Linked DNA regions of Mus musculus: region 1 is linked to region 2. The links are chromatin contacts, called in public promoter capture Hi-C maps. All regions are on one chromosome and are shown on one strand. Each heading gives the region's core, a stretch centred on a gene start, on an enhancer-like site or on the middle of the called end of the contact. The rest is flanking DNA. Distances are from core to core; before and after follow the strand shown.

What was found. Promoter capture Hi-C pulls out the DNA fragments that hold promoters and counts their contacts.
Region 1: a contact with region 2 is called in a promoter capture Hi-C map of embryonic stem cells, with 5 times the contacts expected there. The contact joins the enhancer-like site here to the promoter of Mak16 in region 2. A contact is called at or near these places in 7 of 39 promoter capture datasets (cranial neural crest, embryonic stem cells, frontonasal cranial neural crest and 4 more), 5 of 115 datasets of contacts at active chromatin or transcription factors (astrocytes, embryonic stem cells, large pre-B cells and 1 more) and 2 of 9 other capture datasets (adipose tissue and embryonic stem cells).

The regions. Positions count from the first base shown.
Region 1 is chr8:33,659,154-33,663,242 of GRCm38.p6, forward strand. All of the region lies in intron 1 of Gsr (glutathione reductase), which reads left to right. Among named protein-coding and RNA genes, the nearest start is that of Gsr, 8.0 kb to the left of the region's middle. Within about 2 kb of position 1,563, at least 169 of the 459 cell types and tissues checked have an H3K27ac peak or open chromatin away from gene starts, as enhancers often do. A contact at or near this core is called in adipose tissue, astrocytes, embryonic stem cells and 2 more, where this site is marked.
Region 2 is chr8:31,166,156-31,170,751 of GRCm38.p6, forward strand. Mak16 (MAK16 homolog) reads right to left here and starts at 2,569. Exons shown (of 10, transcript NM_026453.3): 1 at 2,510-2,569; 2 at 555-604; 3 at 368-477; 4 at 219-283; 5 at 1-58. The coding sequence starts at 2,524.

The DNA of each region.
Region 1 (4,089 bases), core at 313-2,812, 2.5 Mb after region 2:
TGTAGTTGCTGGGAATTGAACCCAGGTCCTTTGGAAGAACAGCCAGTGCTCTTAACCGCTGAGCCATCTTCCCAGCCCCAAGACCAGGGCTTTCTTTCCCGTGTCAGCACTTGGATGCCAGATTTCCCAGCCTCTAGACTGAGAAACGTGGGTCAAGTAAATTCTCCAGTCTGGTGTTTTGTTATGACTGCTTGGACTAACATGATTGGTATGTGTCTAAAAGCTCAGTTTTCTTTCTTAGCGATTTTTAAAAATTAAAGAAAAGTTTGTGTATGTCCGTGTCTCACATGTTTCTAGTTGACCTTGAACTCTGTAGCTAGGGATAACCTTGCATCGTTTTCTCCTTTTGTTTTGTTTTGAGACAGGGTCTTTCTTACTCTGTGGTCCAGGCTGTCTTCAATTTTGCCATCTTTCTGCCGTAGCCTCTCCAGTGTTGGAATGACTCATTTTCCTCCATTCTGGCTCCACTTTTTATTTTATTTTATTATTTTTAAAAAATATTTATTTATTATTATATATAAGTTTACTGTAGCAGACATCAGACACACCAGAAGAGGGTGTCAGATCTCATCACGGGTGGTTGTGAGCCACCATGTGGCTGCTGGGATTTGAACTCAGGACCTTTGGAAGAACAGTGAGTGCTCTTACCCACTGAGCCATCTCACCAGCCCCTCCACTTTTTATTTGAGTTTTCTGATGATTTATTTATTTATTTATTCTATGTATATGAGTACACTGTAGCTGTACAGATGGTTGTGAGCCACCATGTGGTTGCTGGGATTTGAACTTGGGACCTTCAGAAGAGCAGTCAGTGCTCCCAACCGCTGATCCAACCTCACCAGCCGCCCACTTTTTATTTTTTTTTTTTAATAGAATCTGTTCCTTTAAGACTTCGATGTTGAGTCAGGTGTTAAGAAGCCAGGTAGGAGATGGGCTTGCCCAGCACTGGACTGAAAACTGTAGCATCAAGAACCGCTGCTAAATCGAGCCACAGAGAAAGGCATTCGCAGACCCAATAGTGTGCGTCCATTGGAGTTCCTCCAGAGTTTTCAGAACCAGTCGAAAACCAAGTAAAGAAAAACAACCCGTGGTTGGTAGAGTTTTGCATTGTATTATCTCTTTTCCCCCAGAATTAAAGAGAACCCCCTATTGCCCAGGGCAGTGCAGAAGAAACACTTTGAGTGTGATCTTTGAATTAAGTTCTCAAAAGTACAAACCAGTGTGAAACTCACCCAAAGGCAGGCTGAATCAGAGCCCCTGGGAGCTTCAGTCCTCCCTCCAGGCAGACCTTGGAGGAGCTGAGGGGGGAACCCTCTGGCTTCTGCTCCCTTGCTCTGTAGGGTCCCCAGCTCCAGTGCTTGCTGCGTGTACTGGTTCTGGGATTAGGTGGAGCCCAGTTCTTGTGGGATTCAGCACATCTCCCCAGCAAGCCTTTGTGTGGTAAGGGTTGACTGAGTGACTGGCAAAGCTTTCTTTGTTTCTAATTTACTGGGAACTGGGCTGTACAGCGCTGCGGGAGAAAGCCACAGGGCAGGCCTGGGAAAGGGTTGTTCCCTAGATTATGGCTCGCCCAGTGAGCAAACAGTGACTTAGCAACATGCTAATCATAGCGAGCGCACTGTCCACAGAATGTGCTTTTAATTTCCCAATGTAGATTTCTAACAGCCCAGGCTAAAGGAAGTTCACTTCCTTTAGTTCTCATGGGTTCCCCTTAAAAAACAGAGCATTGGCTCTCATCTGCTCTGTGAATGTAGGACTTCATAAAATGAGACCAGCCTGTTCCCTTAACTGTTCACTGAATAAGTGGTTGTAAAGAGAGAGCCTTGTTGGAGTTGGTAATAAAATATTATTTAACTTTGGTCATTCGCCTTGTTGATTGGCTTTTTTTTTAAGTGGTCCTACTATATTTTTATTTGTAAAAAGAATGTTATTAGCTGGGTAATGGTGGCACACACCTTTAATCCCAGCACTCGGGAGGCAGAGGCAGGAGGATCTCTGTAAGTTGAAGGCCATTCTGGTCTACAGAGCTAGTTCCAGGATAGCCAAGGCTATACAGAGAACCCCTGTCTTGAAAAATGAAAACCAAACAATAGTTTTTGTTTGTTTGTTTGTTTGAATTTGAGATGATTTTGCCACCTCTAACATGGAATTTCCTAGATGTCGAAAGTTCAGTAAGCCAGGCTTTCTGACTGCATCTAGGGATGAGATCATCACAAAACAGGACCAGGCCTGCAAAATGGCTCAGCAGGTGGAGATGCTCCCTGCTGAGACTCGTGATTTTTTTCCAATTTTTTATTAGATATTTTCTTTATTTACATTTCAAATGCTATCCCGAAAGTCTCCTATACCCTCCCCCCACCCTGCTCCTCTAGCCACCCACTCCCATTTCCCGGCTCTGGCGTTCCCTTGTACTGGGGCATATAAAGTTTGCAAGACCAAGGGGCCTCTTCCCAGTGATGGCCGACTAGGCCATCTTCTGCTACATATGCAGCTAGAGACAGGAGCTCCAGGGTACTGGTTAGTTCATATTGTTGTTCCACCTATAGGGTTGCAGATCCCTTTAGCTCCTTGGTTACTTTCTCTAGCTCCTGCATTGGGGGCCCTGTGATCCATCCAATAGCTGACTGTGAGCATCCACTTCTGTGTTTAGCATAGCCTCACAGGAGACAGCTATATCAGGGTCCCTTCAGCAAAATCTTTCTGGCATATGCAATAGTATCTGGGTTTGGTGGCTGATTATGGGATGGATCCCTGGGTGGGGCAGTCTCTGGATAGTCCATCCTTTCTTCTTAGCCCCAAACTTTTTCTCTGTAACTCCTTTCATGGGTATTTTCCCTATTCTAAGGAGGAATGAAGTATCCACACGTTGGTTTTCCTTCTTGAGTTTCATGTGTTTTGCAAATTGTATCTTGGCTATCTTGGGTATTCTAAGTTTCTGGGCTAATATCCACTTATCAGTGAGTGCCTATCTAATGACTTCTTTTGTGATTGGGAACAATATTGTTTTTGAAGGGCAAACAAGCAAGTTTGTTCAGAAGCAAAGAAGTAGCTTCCTATAGCTGGGGGCGGAGGGGGGGCTTGAAAATGAGTTGCCTGGGTTTTACATTTTAAGTATTTATTTTTATCGTTTTTAAATGTATGAGTGCAGGTGCCTACAGTAATCACAGGTGCCGGGTATCCCAGGAACCACAGTTACTGGTGGTTATGAGCCATCTCTTCAGAATATTTTTACATTAAAATGTTTCTCTTTTTTTTGAGATAGACAGTTGCCCAGGCTGGCCAGTTGATGCTGGCCTTTATCTTATGATCTTCCATCCTCCACCTCCCACTTGGTAGTATTACAGGCGGGCCAGGTGCCAACGTGTCTGGTGGGCTCAAGGCCTGTGCTACCACACCTAATTTACACACCAGCGAGAAAAGGGAGAAGAAGGAATGGCGGGAGAAAGGACTGAGCGTGGTCTCCTTAGCCCTGGTGTCTCCAGCTTTGATGGTTGTATTTTATTCTTTCCAAGTCAATGAGGTGTCTGTTGTCATACTCAAGGAGTGGGGCTTGATTTCCAAAACTAGCAGCTGTGTCTGGAACTCTGCTCTCTGTAGCTGCCAAAGCAGGACACGTGGTAGTTCAGGATGGTGGCTCTCCCTTATGTCTCCGGGCTCTACCGAGCACACAGGGACACTGCAGTGCAGGGTCTCTGGCCCAGGAAGGCTGCAGATGGAGTCACTCTCTGCATCTAGCCTTGTGGTCTGTTGTGTGAGCCTGGAAGACTCCACAAGGTCTGGGATTTGATCCATGTAGGGCATTTCCCTGCAAGGTACCTGGAACGGCGGGATGCTTAGTGGGTTCCTGGAAATGAATGAATAGGTCTAAGGGTGTGTTTGTTTGCTTGCTTGCTTGCTTGCTTAACATAGACACTTAAAAGTAACCATTAGTGCAGGTCTGGCTGTCTTGACCCTTAATGGCAACATATTCCAGACTTTTCTTGGAAGCTTTAGGATCTCGTAGCCCAGGCTGGCCTGGAAATCCTGCTCCTCCTCCTCCTGTCTGTGTCTCCCAGGTGCTGGAGTCACAGGTGTGCATCAGCCCCCTGC
Region 2 (4,596 bases), core at 1,319-3,818:
AGATCAGATTTTCATCTATTTGTTCCAGTGCTTTTTCATAGTTTTTACTAAGCCGGACCTGTGGAACAGAAAGGGAAACATGAGGAGGAAGGGCAAATCAAGTTAGGCCTTCACTGTCAGCCCGGTATCTATGAGGGTGGCTTTCAAGTGCAGAGATGGCCTACATGGCAATTTTGCTTTTGCCCAATGGTCACTAGAGTTTTCTCACTGAATCTTACCCGTTCCCAGAGACGCCTGGGAAAAGCTGCTCGCTCTATAACCTTCATGTACAGGTAGCACTGCCCTGAAGAGAAGTTAGACAGCTTTATTATTGTTATTTACAGAGGCTGGGGACATCCGTTTATAAATTGTCGTGTAGCTCCCGTACCTTTCTCTTCTTTAATGGTAGCATACTGACTATTTGCCAGAGGACAGGACGACCGATTGCACAGACCAGTCAGACTGTATTCATTTCTGCAGAAGCCCTGAGTCTTGGTTCTAGGATGCAAGGAAAGAAATGTTTACAACCAAGCGGGCGGCCGAACACATTTTAGTCTAGGCTGCAATCTACTCACCTTATTTTGAAAGAACAAAACTGCTTGTTTCCTAGTGTATTCCAGATTACCTGCAAGACAGAAAGAAAGCCCTTTTGCTCTGGCCCCAAAGATGCTGTTTAATATAAAAAGAGGCCGTGCTCTCTGGCCTGCAGCTGGTGCTCCATGGCTCAATCCTTGCCCTCACTGTAGGCTCCAGCAACACCACCACCAAAGCACAAACACACAAGATGATGAGGACCATGTCAGAGCACATTGCTGGGTGTCACAGTGAGGAAAGGGTCTTTAGGGAATGAAAAGATAGAGCTATCTTTTAATAGGCCTCGCTCGTCCCCTAACATGAATACATATATTCTTATAAACAACAACAAAGTCGCAAGAAAAACCTAAATGCAGATACGACCATACCCTATTACTCAGCAACAGAAGTTCATTTATAGTTAGTAACTACTTCCCCAGAATTATTTTCAATACATACATACATTCTAGCATCTGTAGTATGCCCTTATGTATAGTGTGAACAAAATGAGCCCTATCACATTTACATTGTAACTTTTTTTACATGTGTTCATTATCCATTGTCCAATTCTGCACAGCACTAGATACTTAGATATACACACCATCATCACAACCTTATTACCTTCTACCTTGTCTCTCTAATGTGTTCTGCACTCTAAAGTAAAGGCACTGCCGTCTCCAAACACAAACCCTGGCGTTTGCTGGATGAGAACAATCCTACGGTCCTTACATCCCGGAACCTGGTGAAGTGCATAGTATATAAAAACGGTGCATCAAGTTGCAATCACTAAAGCCACATATGGGGGTGTGTGTGTGAGCATAAAGGTCTCTAGATGGACTGCACTGAAGAGCCAAGAAGGACCCTAGAGCAGTTAAAGGGGGGAAGAACGAAGGGCCAAAGAATAAAACACACAGGGGTAAGGATTGTAGGAAACGAGAAGTGGAGTGGGTGTATTATTCAGCTTCGTGGTCAGACCTCTTACACATCATTTGGTCACACCTCTTTCCTGGGCACCGGATTTGTCTGTGCGCCCAGCTGCCCACTTAGCATCTCTAAAAGGATCCCGATGGTAAACATACCCCAGTGCAACTCTCATTTTCACGCTCTTCTTAAATTAAAAAAAAAAAAAAATACAACAGTTCTCCCTAGTTCCCACTAAAAAAGACCTGGAAACCATTTCCTTCAAGGTTCTCCCTGACCTTGTCCGGGCAAGCCTATCAAATCCAGTCTCCCCCTCATCCTCTGGATTCCTGTAACAAGTCCTTCCCTATCTCTCATCTTTGTACCTTTACTATTCCTACGGCTCTTCAGTGGCTGCCTCAGTCCCAATTCTGGGGTTTTTAGCCCAATGTGACTGATCTACCGCTCTTTCTCCATTACTCCTCTTTCATAGTACCGTTATTCTCCATCCCCAGAGTGCTCATGAGAGCAGAGGTTTTTTTGGTTTTTTTTAAATGTCTTTTGCCCGACTGTTAACAACCAATCATCACACTGAACCTACACCAGTTGGATACTGGCTATGTACTTACAACTCTGTGAACAGACAAACGAAGTCTTACTTCCGAAACTACGCCTCGGGCAGGCTGCAGAGCAAAATAAAAAGCCTAACACTGGAGAGGTAGCGCTCATGGAGGAGTTCCCTAAGCACGGATTTTAAACATCGCATCTCTCCCGCCTTGCCACCCCGAGACAACTGCCGTTCAGATGGCAGCTGGCACAAAGGGCTTCACTGCCAAGCACTAGGGACTAAGGAAGCCCACCCGGCGGGCTGGGGCTGGGGTGGCCTGGCCTTCTACACGCGCGTGGGAAGCCACTATCGGAAATCGGGGCTCTGCAAGTCTCGCCATCCGGGAGAAGCGGAGACAAACGGGCCGTCTGAGCGTGCGGGACTGAATCCTAAATGAGCGAAATGCCGCGCAAAACCCAGTGGTGCCAAGGCGAGAGGAGGAAAACTCACGTCGTCCGACTGCATGGTGCCGGCAGCTCAGCTCGCCGCATTAGGAAGGACCGGGGAAGCGGCCACGCTTCTTCCGCGGAGCCACTTCCGGAGAGCCACTAACCTATCGCGAGAACGTCTCAGTGTCCCAGAAGCCCGTGACGTCCCCGGGCACAGTGAGCATGCGCGCTTCCGCGCCAGCGCACGCTTGGATCCTGGCGTGCTCGCCTCCGGCAGCCCTTGCCCTAGGAGCGCACATATCGTCTTGTCCTGCTTGCTGTGTCTCTGCGCGAGCTCCAAACCTCTAAAAAGTGGGGCTTCTTTGTCCTCTCTAACCCAAGGCGCACCCTCCGAGTCACTTGTGCACGCGCGGGGCTTTAATGCTAATTACCGTCCCATTTCTGGCCGTGGCCGCGTGCCTGGAAAGCCTGAAGCCGTCAGCTCTTTTACCAACCCGCGGGAACTTCTAGCAGCCATCTCCGTTCTCACTTTGAAACACACACGGCAGTGTCGTATGGGGAAACAACATAACAAACGAAAAAAACCTGTATGCATGTGACCCCCAAACGGACAGATTCTACTGTCGCTCCCTTGCTCCTTCTGTAAGGATCAAACTCGGGTTACCAGACTCACACTCCTTCCTGAGCCATTATCCAGGCCTGAGAAAGTGCTTTTAAAAGGTCAGCAGGAGTGATAATAAAATGAGGGTTGCTTCCCCAGTTCTCCCTTTTGAAAGCCATTAAGTAGTTCAAGTGATTTTGAAGAAATTGTCATGTGCCAAATACAGTCCCGGACAGAGCAATGAAGGGGAACAATGTTCTACACCCTCAAGGTCCTTACTTAGCAATGGGATTCAGAGACTTGTACCATAAACTGTATAATATAATGTTTAAGTACTGTTAAGTGCTGTAAAAGCAACGAGGCAGCTGTGAACACTCAGCTAGTGGGGAGGTTGGTTCGGGAGCTTGAGACCAACTTGAGTTTTACAGGGAGGTCATAGCCGGATGCTGGCAATGGTGATAACGATGAGGATAACGCAAAGTAAGTTAGTGGAGACAGGTTCTTTTAGAAAGGTTTATATGTAGCAGACAATGGCCTAGTCGGTCATCAATGGGAGGAGAGGCCCTAGATCCTGTGAAGGTTCTATGCCCCAGTATAAGGGAATGCCTGGAGTGGAATGCCAGGAATGGGAGTGGGTGGGCTGGGGAGCAGGGGGAGGGGGTAGGGGATTTTCGGAGGGGAAACTAGGAAAGGGAATAACCTTTGAAATGTAAATAAAATATCTTTTAAGAAAGGAAGGTTTATTGGGAGAATGCGGTAGAAGTAAGTGATAATTAGGTAGAGAATCACATTGAGGTAATGCAGTAAGTTGTGGCATCAGGGTGTGTGTGCCTTTTAAGGAAAGATAATGAAGAGCCCTACACTTAAGGAGATAGTTGGAGTAAAAACAGACAAAGGAAAAGTGTGGGCTAGAGAACGGAGAGCAAGAGGAAAGATCAGTAGGAAATTAAACCAGGAGGAACCCAGACCCAAAGTATATGCAGCCTTACAGTACAGCAAAGTATATGACCTTTGTGGTAAACATCTGAGGTCTGCATGCTAGATTGCATCTCTGATGAAACAGTAACGTATGACAGCGTGATATTGCTCTCCTCACAGCTCTCAAACTGAGTGTGGGTGCAGCCAACAGTGTGGTTGGCCTTGTGTGTGGTTGTGGGGAACCCAGTGCCTTAATCATGCTAGGCAAGGTTGTACCATTGAGCGACACCTGTCACCCTGTATTGAGCTACATCTGGCTGTCTATTTGTTTTTTGAGAAAGAGTGTCAGTGTAACAGTCTGGCATGCAACTCATTGTATAGCAACCCAGGCTGACCTCACACCTGTGAGCAATCCTCCTGTCCCCCCACCTTCTCCACTGGGATTACAAATGTGAGCCCCAACATTGAGCTGTGAATAATTTTAAAAGGTGATGGCACCCACTGCCTTCAAGGAGAAAGGTATCCTCCCACAATGCGCCACCAAACTGTGAGGTCCAAAGAGGCCGAATAAAGGGATGCAATTCCCTGACAAGATTATGAACTTCACACAGCAGTGTGTAATGGTATCA